Regions from separate parts of the Mus musculus genome. Here regions 1 and 2 are each linked to region 3. The links are chromatin contacts, called in public Hi-C and promoter capture Hi-C maps. All regions are on one chromosome and are shown on one strand. Each heading gives the region's core, a stretch centred on a gene start, on an enhancer-like site or on the middle of the called end of the contact. The rest is flanking DNA. Distances are from core to core; before and after follow the strand shown. Region 1 overlaps Khdrbs3 (KH domain containing, RNA binding, signal transduction associated 3). Region 2 overlaps Khdrbs3 (KH domain containing, RNA binding, signal transduction associated 3). Region 3 holds the start of Khdrbs3 (KH domain containing, RNA binding, signal transduction associated 3).

The links. Promoter capture Hi-C pulls out the DNA fragments that hold promoters and counts their contacts. Hi-C and Micro-C count contacts between places; a contact is called where the count stands out from the background.
Region 1: a contact with region 3 is called in a promoter capture Hi-C map of liver, with 4 times the contacts expected there. The contact joins the enhancer-like site here to the promoter of Khdrbs3 in region 3. A contact is called at or near these places in 3 of 39 promoter capture datasets (liver and stem cell-derived epiblast-like cells), 8 of 484 Hi-C or Micro-C datasets (the HL-1 cell line, LSK cells, cardiomyocytes and 4 more), 2 of 115 datasets of contacts at active chromatin or transcription factors (both in embryonic stem cells) and 1 of 9 other capture datasets (pancreatic islet).
Region 2: a contact with region 3 is called in a Hi-C map of liver, with 2.1 times the contacts expected there. The contact joins the enhancer-like site here to the promoter of Khdrbs3 in region 3. A contact is called at or near these places in 6 of 484 Hi-C or Micro-C datasets (cortical neurons, liver, rod photoreceptor and 1 more), 3 of 115 datasets of contacts at active chromatin or transcription factors (PVALB interneurons, cardiomyocytes and double positive thymocytes) and 1 of 9 other capture datasets (adipose tissue).

The regions. Positions count from the first base shown.
Region 1 is chr15:69,039,861-69,043,556 of GRCm38.p6, reverse strand. The region is part of intron 6 of Khdrbs3 (KH domain containing, RNA binding, signal transduction associated 3); the gene reads right to left. Among named protein-coding and RNA genes, the nearest start is that of Gm31550, 24 kb to the right of the region's middle. Within about 2 kb of position 1,611, at least 14 of the 459 cell types and tissues checked have an H3K27ac peak or open chromatin away from gene starts, as enhancers often do. A contact at or near this core is called in liver and olfactory sensory neurons, where this site is marked.
Region 2 is chr15:68,991,368-68,994,940 of GRCm38.p6, reverse strand. All of the region lies in intron 1 of Khdrbs3 (KH domain containing, RNA binding, signal transduction associated 3), which reads right to left. Among named protein-coding and RNA genes, the nearest start is that of Gm31550, 24 kb to the left of the region's middle. Within about 2 kb of position 1,625, at least 18 of the 459 cell types and tissues checked have an H3K27ac peak or open chromatin away from gene starts, as enhancers often do. A contact at or near this core is called in PVALB interneurons, cortical neurons, liver and 1 more, where this site is marked.
Region 3 is chr15:68,926,546-68,929,960 of GRCm38.p6, reverse strand. It overlaps Khdrbs3 (KH domain containing, RNA binding, signal transduction associated 3), which reads right to left and starts at 1,541. Exons shown (of 9, transcript NM_010158.2): 1 at 1,128-1,541. The coding sequence starts at 1,215.

The DNA.
Region 1 (3,696 bases), core at 362-2,861, 110 kb before region 3:
GAAACAGTCCATTGTGCCCGTACAATGGCAGCATTTGACCTAATGAGCACATTTCTGTAACTACTCCTGGTGGATGGCTCACCTTGTGTTTCACTTACATTATGAACTCACAATGTCTTAAAAGATCCCTTCAGATCAGGCACAGACACACACAATGAGGACGCAGTAATGCTCACTGTTCTCCTGAGCAGAACACTGGGTAAAAGCAGGACAAACCACCTTGATTCCTCTCACCTAGTGCCGTGATTATTTTCAGCTTCTTCCCAGTTCTAGCCATTCCTCAGATGACCAGAAATGACTTAACTGTATGGCAGAAACACATGCCAAGTCAATTACTGAATTGCTCTTGAAGTATCTAAGGAGCCCCTGCATGTTATCTGGAGGCATACAAAGGCATGCCCTCAACTACCTGGCACATCCATGTTAAGTGCCCCGGCCTTGCTGTCTTGCTGGTTTTCCAACCATCCAGTAAATGTTCTTATATCCTTAACCTATCTTACACACCCCACTCCTCGGCACTGCAATATGAAACCTGAGGTCTACCCTACACAGTTCATTAGAACCTTTAGTCTCTCTCGTATCATTTAGAATCTTTCAAAGGGACAAAGCATGGACTTTGCATTTAGCTCTTTAGTGTCTTCATCTAAACACTGTTCCATACATACCTAGCTAAAATGCAAATCTAGACTTTCTGTTTCCTAACTTGCACTGTGGTTCCTGGCTCCTAAAGACACAAATCAAATCGGCACCTGAGTGGGCCCAGGAAGGAGTCTGCTTCTCATCGCTAGTCTGTCTACATGTTCTTTCCTCTGCTGCCTACTTGGATGACAGATGCTAGCTTGAAAACTGAATTATCATTTTGGACTATCATATTTGTTATCATATTTGATATCATATGTGATAACTCACATATATTTGGCAACTGTAATTATTTTTCTGACTCCTTTCTTGCCTCTAGTCTACAAAGTTCCTGTGAGTTAGGATCAGCCCCTCCCCTCCCCTCTCCTCTCTGGTCCTCCCCTTCCCTCCCATCCCCCAACCCACCTCATGTGCACATATCATTATACTTTGTTCTTATTGGTATCCCACTGCCCTCCCTTACATCACCCAGTGGGTTTTCTTTCTTCTCCCAGTTAGTCATTATGCTAGGCTAATCAACCAGATTCAGGAAGATAAATACTGTTTGTTTTCTCTTACAGGTTTAAAATTATGCACGTCTGTGTATATAAGTGTCTTTATAATGTGTGTATGCCGAGCACTGGACTAAAAGAGAGATCATGAGAGAGAGCCTCTTCTGTGAGACAGAGGTGATAACTGAGTGCATGCAAAGCGAGTGGGGGCGGGGAGCACATGCAGGCAACATGGCAACATGACAACACCTGCTGAGCCACTGCTATTGATGACCAAGTAGCAGAAAAGACAATAAATACTTCCTTGTGGTGAACGCGAACCCAGGCAGGCAGCACTACAGAAGAAAGCAGGCACGGTGCAGATTACAATGCTGAAAACCCTGATACTCAGACTGCATTGACACCGTTTTTGGTGAATGCTCAGTATCAGACTTCTGTGCTCTGCGGATGATGACCTTTAGAACTCGATTCTATTTCCGAATGCCAGAATGACGTCATCAAAACCTGTTTAAAGGCATACAGGGAGCTGTCCGTGCACACTCACTACAAAGCTTGCTTCTTCTTCATCAAGCGCACATCTAAGATTTTCTGCTTAGAAACAGCACCGGGACAATGGACCCGAGTGGACAACAGGCTACAGAATGAGCGTGTGTTCTGACACACGTGGAAAACCTCCCTGGACCACACCCAACCTGGCACAGGTCCAAGTAACAAGAATACTTGCTCTGAAGCCATCTTCCAGGACACAAGAAACAGCATGGCCTACCCAGTTTTATTTTTGTCACAAGTAAAATCAAGCATAGTCTTTAAACCTGGGACAAGCATTTTAAATTGAGAAAATTTATAAGTGTGATTAAAAATATTGCTTTGGTGTGGCATCCTTTTAAAGGGAGATAATTATATTATGGATACTTTCACTTCGACTAGGGTGACAACTGGCCATTTCAAAAGGTGAGAAGTTTCCACACAGATGCAGTGCGAAAAGCTTCAGCAAATTTAAGGTTTACAATGATTATGTTGAGTTTATAAAGCAAATAATAAAGACTTCACAATTTAATTGTAGCCGGAACCTGGGAAATAATATCCTGGGCAATGTGGCTTCAAAAGTATCTTTAGTGATAGTGAACAGAGGAGCAAAGTGGTTTGGCCTTCCTCCCACATCATCTGCATCAAACCTGACGTTTTAGCTCTGGGATGTCATGGGCACCTGTTGACCTTGCACTAATAAGCGGGGATTCAAGGCTGCTCCCATCAGGCTCTGCGGATGTGACAGCCACATTCTGAATCCACTTGCGGCACTGGGTGGGTTGCATAGCTGTGGAGATGTCACTAACCCCTCAGAACCTCAACTTGGCAAATTGCAAAGTGGGAATCAAAACGCAGTGGTTACTACTTCCAATGGTTGTGTAAGATTAATCAAAAAAAAAAAAAAAAAAAAAAAAAAAAAAAAAAAAAAAGCAGGTGAATGTGTTTGGCCAGTACTTTCCTAATAAAGATGACTGCTTCATTTAAAGACTTAACCCTTTCAACTCTACAACCACTGAGTCAGAAAAAAGATCAAAGCTATCCAAGCACGACTTCTGTGAAAGTCTTAAAGCCTTGCCTGTCTGCATTTCCACGGTGTGAATTAAGAACTGAATGTGTGCACAGATTCTGATATGGTCTTTAGAGATATGCCTGCCAGCCACTACAGAATGTCTTCTTCTGACTTTGCGCCTAACGAAAATAGAAGGACACTGGTTGGATTTTCTAGGTACTCACAACATAAAAATCAATAAACAGTGACACAGTTAAATTAGAAATCTTACAAGCAAAGGGCAGGCATAACTGTAACTGGGGAAACAATTAACTGTTAAACTAGAAATGCCACGATGGCAGGAAAGATGGGGGAGCTTCTCAGAGTGTGCATGAAAGAGGATCTCACTACTTAGCTCAGGCTGGCCTCAGGCTTGTGCTCCTCTGCCTCAGCCTCTTCAGCGCTGTTGCACGTATGTGTAAAAGTTTCTCTACTGATCCTGAATGTGACTGATATGTCCAGCACTGCTGGAAAACTTGCCAAACAGAATCCAACAAAAAACCCCCTGTCATCGCACACCTGAGATTCTTGCATCAAAGAAGGCAACTCTCTTAGTTCCTGTGGGGGAACTACATTCTGGACTCTAATTCAAAACCCAAAGGATTTACCAGCTGCTGCACCCAGGTCTGTTGGACCTTCCATTGTCCCAAGCTCTGATTTGTCCCAAGGTCCCATCAGCCTCTCTGCTACCTTCCTTAGGACTTACCACTAGCTCACGGCTGCTCAAACAGGGTTGCAGAGTACGAGCAGATAGATCTCCTAAGGCACCAAGTAGACATAAAATCAACTTTGCTCCCGTGCATCTGGACTGATAGCAGTCAGGGACCACCCTTGAGACAATTTCTGATTTAGAGGATGAAGGGCTGAGAAAGGATGCCACAAGAAATAACCAGTCAAGAGTATGAGTTAAGTGTTCAGACTCTCGCTTTGTCTATCTGGTGAACTAGTATCTTTCTTCCTCTTTTCCTTTTTGAGTTTTTATGTATTTAA
Region 2 (3,573 bases), core at 376-2,875, 65 kb before region 3:
TGGTGGTTTTTTTTTTTTCAAGTAATGACAGATCTATTTTACCAAGGAAATCTTCATAAATGAAAAATGCACAAAGTATGGCTTTCAAGGCAGCCCTCAGCTAATGAAGGTAAAATGGACAACCACAAATCCTCGTCATCCTCATCCTCATCATCTTCATCATCACCATCCTCATCATCACCTCCCCTGCCCTGTTCTCGTACAGTGTTACACAGCACCAGAATGCTACCTAAGTACTGCCCTTGCCTGGCGATCTACAGCTGGTACTATCGAGAACTGGCTCCAAGACACAGCAGCTGAAGAGCAGGGGGACAGGAGAGAGGTTAGAGGAGGAAAGGGAAGGGGAAATAATGTAATTATATTTTATTTTAATTTTTGTAATTTTAACAATTGTCTCTAAGTTGACTTGACAAACATAGATGACCTGCTGTCAGCAGTCCACCTCCTCACATAGCACCGTCCAGTGAAAGCTAACACACTGTCTATGGCAACGCACCCCACTTTTCCGAGATGCCAGAATGATCTCATTTTATTTTCAAGGTTCATCCATCTGAAACTCGCTGATTCTCCTTCCTTGGGGACGTAGCAGGAACAAGAAAATTAATCCCTCCTGGCTTGGCCCTCACAGAGCACGTAAAAAGACAACTCTATTACTGTAAGTAGAAAAAAAACAGAGGTAGCATCTCTCACCAGAGCCCCAGTTTCTCTACTGTAAAGCCTACTTCCATGAACATCTACTGCCTGCCACCTGCAAGTTTCAGAACCTGGACATCGAATGCAGTTTTACTCAGTTTTTGTACTGTCAACAGTACTTGGTAGTGTACTAGAGGCACAGTCAGGTGCGTTCACAAGCAGACACTATGGACTTTCTCCCCAGCAAGTACAAGGCACAAGGTCCAGAGACAAGAACTGTCGGTCACATCAGATGGGGACCTGCATACATCACCGCTCTTGTTTAATGTGCGAGCATGTGCGAGAGGCAAGTGCAGTACATGGGTGTGCAGGTCTTGCTTTAACTCCATCTCGACAGATCACTAGGCACCTGGCTGACAGTGGAGGTCTGATAGTGTCAAGAAATACTTCAACAGAAACTAGACTGGTGGGGGAGGAAAAGAGAGAAAGGGAAGACTCATTCAGGCATTTTCCACAATTAAATCCAAAGTTGGAAAATTTCAGGATCAATGGCATAATGAAAGTGTGATAAATTAATTATTTTGACTCTTCAATAAAAATCACTGAGCCCTTGGGTGACCCAGAGGAAGGGTATATGGAAACCTATTGTACAACCCAATTAAAATGTAATTGGAGGAACGAATAGAACAGGTAACCTGTGACTGAGGAGGGTGACATAGTGGGGATCAATGGTGTAGTATAAAAGAGGTGGGGTGAAGAGAAGATGGGTTAACCGAGACTAAGGGTGTATGAAAAAGCTTTATGGAAATCTACTAGAAGGTAGGACATTTTCAAAATATGCTTGCTTGCTTGCTTGCTTGCTTGCTTGCTTGCTTGCTTTTTAAGTAGTAATTCAATCCAGAAAACATAATTAAACAAAAACTGCAGTGCCAGACATAGGACATCTCCCCAGAGCTATCCAAAACAACACAGGCTGCACTATTGCTCTTTGCACCCACTGTAACCACAAAGTATAAAACCCAGCTGCTGAAGACACCACCCATGTTGGTCAAAGGACATAAAGAAATCAATTGAAACCCTATGAAGACACTTCCTCCCTACTGGCTAGCTCTCATTAGGCTGCTGGGAGATAAAAGACATCAGTGGTCTTACCCAGCAATGAACCTTGCAGGATGCAGTACCAACAGGCCAGGAAGATATGTCACTTGTGCAGAAGGGGTGTGACTGTCACAGAATAGTCATCTGCTCTCTGGCTTCTTCTGTGAACAGGGGGAAACTTTATGCCAGGTAGGGCATCATAATCCTTGTCTTTATGCCAGGTAGGGCATCATGATCCTTGTCTAAAGGGAGGATTCGTGAGAGGACCATCACACATCTTAGGGTAGAACCTGCTGTGATTTTTCTAAATGGCCATGCTTCAGACTTCCCTCTAAATAGGCCCAGGCAGCTCTCAGCCTCAATCAGAAAGCCTTCTTTTTGAATTGGGCAGCACAGTATTGACATAGGAGACTGAGTATTCAGCCCAAAAATAGGCCTTGTTTATGAAACACCACCCCCAAGTCTCCATGACTCTGGGAAGAGGAGGCAGAAAGCCTGGGAGAAGCTGGCTCAGGAGAAGGTACTATGAAATGAAGAAGCTGGCCCAGGAGAAGGTGCTGTGAAATACAGTCCCCTGGACATGACACGGCTACTGCACTCATGAGCTGGCAGCAGCTGCAGTTACTATACAAAGGAAGCCAGAGTTCAAGATGAACGAGGGAGGAGCTCACATGGCCTCCTTCCTAATGGAGAAGCCAGCAGCAGTTTATAGAAGCTGGGGAAGGGAGCCTCATTCCTGGGGTTGTGGCCTCTGGTAGGCTGAGCACTCCAGGGGATGTCCCATACCCATGCACTTATGGGCAACATTAATTTGACTTCATGAATTAATTTAAAGAGAAAGAAAGGTCATAGAGTTGGGAGGGACATGTTGAGAACCTGGGGAAACTAGAGGAAGGTATGATCATAATAGTATGTCTGATTAAAGATCTCAAAGAAAACATTAAAAGAAATAAAACAGCAATAAGTCACAAGTCAGCTGCTTCACTGAATATTACTATTTTAGAAGTAATCTTTGACACAGAAGTTAACAAATGAGGTAAACTAAAATTTCCTTTAAAACGATTAGATTTCCCCCTGTTTCCTTCAAATGTTTGTAAGTAGTATGCATGTATGCATGCATGCATGTATGCTTCTGCGTGAGTATGATTACAGGTGTGGGCAGGCATACATACTCACTCATGTGTTTAAGGTAAGTTCGTACAGGAAATCATCATTAATAGTCTCTTGCCCTCCCTGACTTATTTGTTGAAGCAAGGTGTTTCAATCAAACCCAGAACTCACTGATATTGCTAGTCTTGTTTACCCAGGCTGCTCTGGGATCCCATCTCTGCCGCTGTGGCTGGAACTAACATGGGCTCCTACACCTACCTAGCATTTACACACGTATCTGGAGATCTGAACTCTGGCCCTCACATTTTCAAGGCAATCACTTTACTGAACGATCTCATCTCTGCAGGCCAACATCTACAGATTTTATTATATGTATACTGGGTGATTGTGAGTCGTCTGATGTTTTCAAGGGCTCCTGTAAAATACGATGAGTGTGTGTGTGTGTGTGTGTGAGTGTGTGTGTTGCAACTATAACAGACAACCTCTAAACTCAACTATCTTATTATTTATGTTTTACACTCACTGTGGTCATGCACACATGATCTCCCTACAGTAAATAAGAAAATGGTAGCCAAAGTAACTTGCTGGCGCGGAGGGGCAGTGAGTAGCTTTTGATTTTATTTTTTAATTATACAACTATTGTTATTAATTAAAGTATAAAATTTAAGTTTTGGAAAACGGTTTTAAGTTAGAACAATTTTTTATAAATAAATTCTGGCCACACAGAAGTTT
Region 3 (3,415 bases), core at 292-2,791:
GTGTCTACACACAAATAGAATATGTCTGCCTCATCTTTCTCTCCCAACAATAAGAGTCAGGACCAGCGCTGTGAACAGCATACCCCCAATAGGATCCACTAGACAAAGTGATTCATAAAAATGGTTACAGATCTGACCAGATAATGTTTCTGTCATATCCCTTAAAAAGAAGTATGGAAAAGGAGAGGGGTGAAAAAAAAAAAAAAAAAGAACCAGAGGTTCCCAGACCATCTTCCTCTGAAACATGAACCATGCTGGACCCGGGTGTCGCAGATAGATCCGGTAAAGGCAGGCTTCATTTACCTTCCATCCCAACAGATGATTCAGGAAGCCAGAGGAGAAGTAAACCTGAAGAATACTGTCCTGGGTAGGCGTGCCTCCATAAACCCCAGTGTCCCTGTCCTTGGCACTTCCCGGTTCCTTTTACCACCCGCGCTGGTTGGAGGAGTGTGAAAAATGGCACAGGCGGGTGGATCGTTTGGCAATGTGTTCAACCCTAAGCCTGACACCAATGAGGGTCACCCGACCAGCTTGTCTCAAGAAGAGAAAAGAGCGAGCAAGAACTGGCTCTCTGGCGGGCCTCCTCTACCAAACTGAGACCTTCAAGGGCCGCCTGCCTGCCAGGCTGGCATGAGTGCCCGCCCCCAGGAACAGCAAACTGCCCAGCCGGCGGCCGCCTAGGCACACACAGAAAAACCGTGGGAGAGAAGCTGGGCTCCTCCCTCGGGGCCGCTGGAGTCCTCCCCTCTATCGTGCTTGGAGGATCTGACCCTAAACCTCTTCCAAGGTCCCCAAACTTCACTAACAAACCAAGCACCTGTTCCCTTCACCTCCTGCGCAGCAGATTCGCCCAAGCCCATCCTTATCCCTGATGCGCTTTCTTGCAGCTCCTTAGATACCCCAAACACCCCAGGTCCCAGGGCGTCCCACTCTCTTTCTCTCTGGTGGACTCATCCAGGACCAGTCCAGACACAGGCTCCTACACGCTCTCTGTCCTCCTCCCAGAAGTTTCCCCTGGGTCCACCAGGGTCCCCAAGGAAGAGACTCCAGTCCCTTGCTGATGTCGGGCCTCCTCCCTCCTCTCCGGAGCCGGCTACGCGGGTGCCGTTAACGGCCGCCGAGCTCACCTCGGTTCACCAAGCGCAGGGCGTGCGTGAAGGAGGGGTCCAGAGAGTCCTTCTCCGCCATCAGCTCCGGCAGGTACTTCTCCTCCATGCTCGCCGGCCGCCGGGCCCGCTTCTCCGCCCCGCGGCGCGCGCGCGCCAGCCGCCCCGCAGCCCGAGCCGCCCGCCCCCGGCGGCGCGGACCCCGCCAGGCGCCTCGGCGGCTAAGCCGGGCGGGCGGCCGGGCGGCGGCGGCGGCTCGGGGCGGGCGGCGGCCGCTCAGCCCGGCCCCGTGGAGCCCCAGATCACCGCGCTGCGGGCCGCGGGCTGCAAGGCGGCGGGATGAGCGAAGAGAGCGGGCTGGAAAGCCGAGGAGCGCTGGCCAGTCTTGCTCGCCGGCTGCGACGATGCCTTGCTCTGCCACGACCCGCCCCGCGCGCCACCCCGCGCGCTCTGAGCCGCCGCGCAGTGCCCCGCGCCCTCCCCGCCCCGCCCGCCGCGCCTGCGCGCTATGCTGACCGCCCGGCGCGCGCCGCCTCGTGGGGGCACTGGGACTGCGCGGGCCCGCAGCGGGGACATTGTAGGGGCGCTTCCGGTCCCTAGATCAGGGGTCTCCATCCAGGGCTCCCCGATGAGCGTCTGTAAGCTGTCCAGCATTGCCTTGTATGTGCAGTCTGGGAAACTGAGGCTCATGGGTCAAGTGGCGCGTCCAAGGTCACCCGTCCTAGCCAGAAGGGACAAGGGCAGAGCCTTTGGAGCCCAGGTTCATACTGCCAGGCTCTGGGAACAGGCAGTGCGACCAGACTCCTGGTTTGCCAAAGCACCACGAACTTGCCCAACTTAGGTCGCTTTGCTGTCCGCTGCTATTTGTACGAAAATACCGCCGGGCAGGACTTAAAACGCCAGCCTCCTGAGACCCTTGGCGCAGAAGTCGGTTACATAAAAGCGCCTGCCCTTCAGACTGTCTTTGTCTTCCGAGACTTGCTCCGTGTTGCCCTTCTCCTTATATGGTGGTGTCTGGACGTGGATGAATGAGTCTCTCTAAACTGTCTCCAGTAGGGAACCTACCACACCACGCATGGTGGTGATGTCTTCTGTCGCCCTCCGACAGGCAACCAGACCCCAGCAAATGCTCTCCTAGGCTCCTTTTAGATCCTCTGAGGTGTGTGGAATAAATGTCTCACACTAGACCAAGGACTCCTGAGTCCCTGTTCAGAGGATATCATAACCCCAACCTCGATAACCAGAGTCCCTTGACAGTGCTCAAGACTTCCCTAGAAAAACCTTAATTGCTTCGTTTTTTTCCTCTCCCTGTACTCTAAAGCCCTTCACAGAACTACAACTCCGCTTTCACTAGCCTAGGGCTATCTTGGGGAACAGCAAATTTTGTCTGAGGGAGAGGTCTCTAACACCTGTTGTCAGGGACGGATGTGGAGAGAGCGCCAGAACAGTGTGCTGAAGGAATCCCCCAAGCACCTGATCCCTTTTCCAGCCTTGTGTGGACTTGGTTGCAGGTTAGGTACTACTGTAGCGTCCCCGACAACAACCTCCCCCTTGTCTCTCTTTAGTCAGAACTGGCAAGTGGCAGTAAAATACAGTGGTTAACTAGTTCTGACCTTTTAGCAAACTTAGGTCATTTGTGCCTCAGTCTCTTCATCTATCCTATGGAGATGAGAAAAGATTATTTCTTAGGAACCTCATAAGGATGTACTATTTCACAATCACCAGGCACAAAATGAAAGCCAGACTGTTCTGTGGCAGTCTCCCTCGCATGGCTGCTTTCTGAGGCAGAAGCTTCGAAAGGCAGCAGGCAACACCATCTGTGTGCTCCTTGATGCTGAAGACAGAGCACAACCCCAGCAGAGCAAGCTCATAAGGGTAGATCCTGCTTCTGACCCTGAGCCCCATGCCGGTCTGGCCATGCAGTGTGGCCCAAGTCTGAGCCTCACATCTGGCCCCCCAAGAACTATGTTATGTCAGCAGTCCCTGACATAACATAGTTCTTGGGGGGCCAGATGTGAGGCAGTTGGGGAGTTCTTAAGGGAAGGTTTTTCTCCCTTTACATCTAAATAGAAGCACATGCCTCTTGCTCTAGTCTCCCTAGACTTGAATTCCAGGGATCCTCTGACAAACACTACTGAGGAGAAGAGGCAGGCAGAGTGCCTGGTGAAACAGCGCTCCCTGCCCCGTGTCTTCCATTTTCTGCCTCGGTAGTAGTCTAAACTTTCACTGATGAGTATCTTTATTAAGCAGTTACTAATTATCTTTATTAAGCATTTACTAATTATCTTTATTATGAGCATTTACTAAGT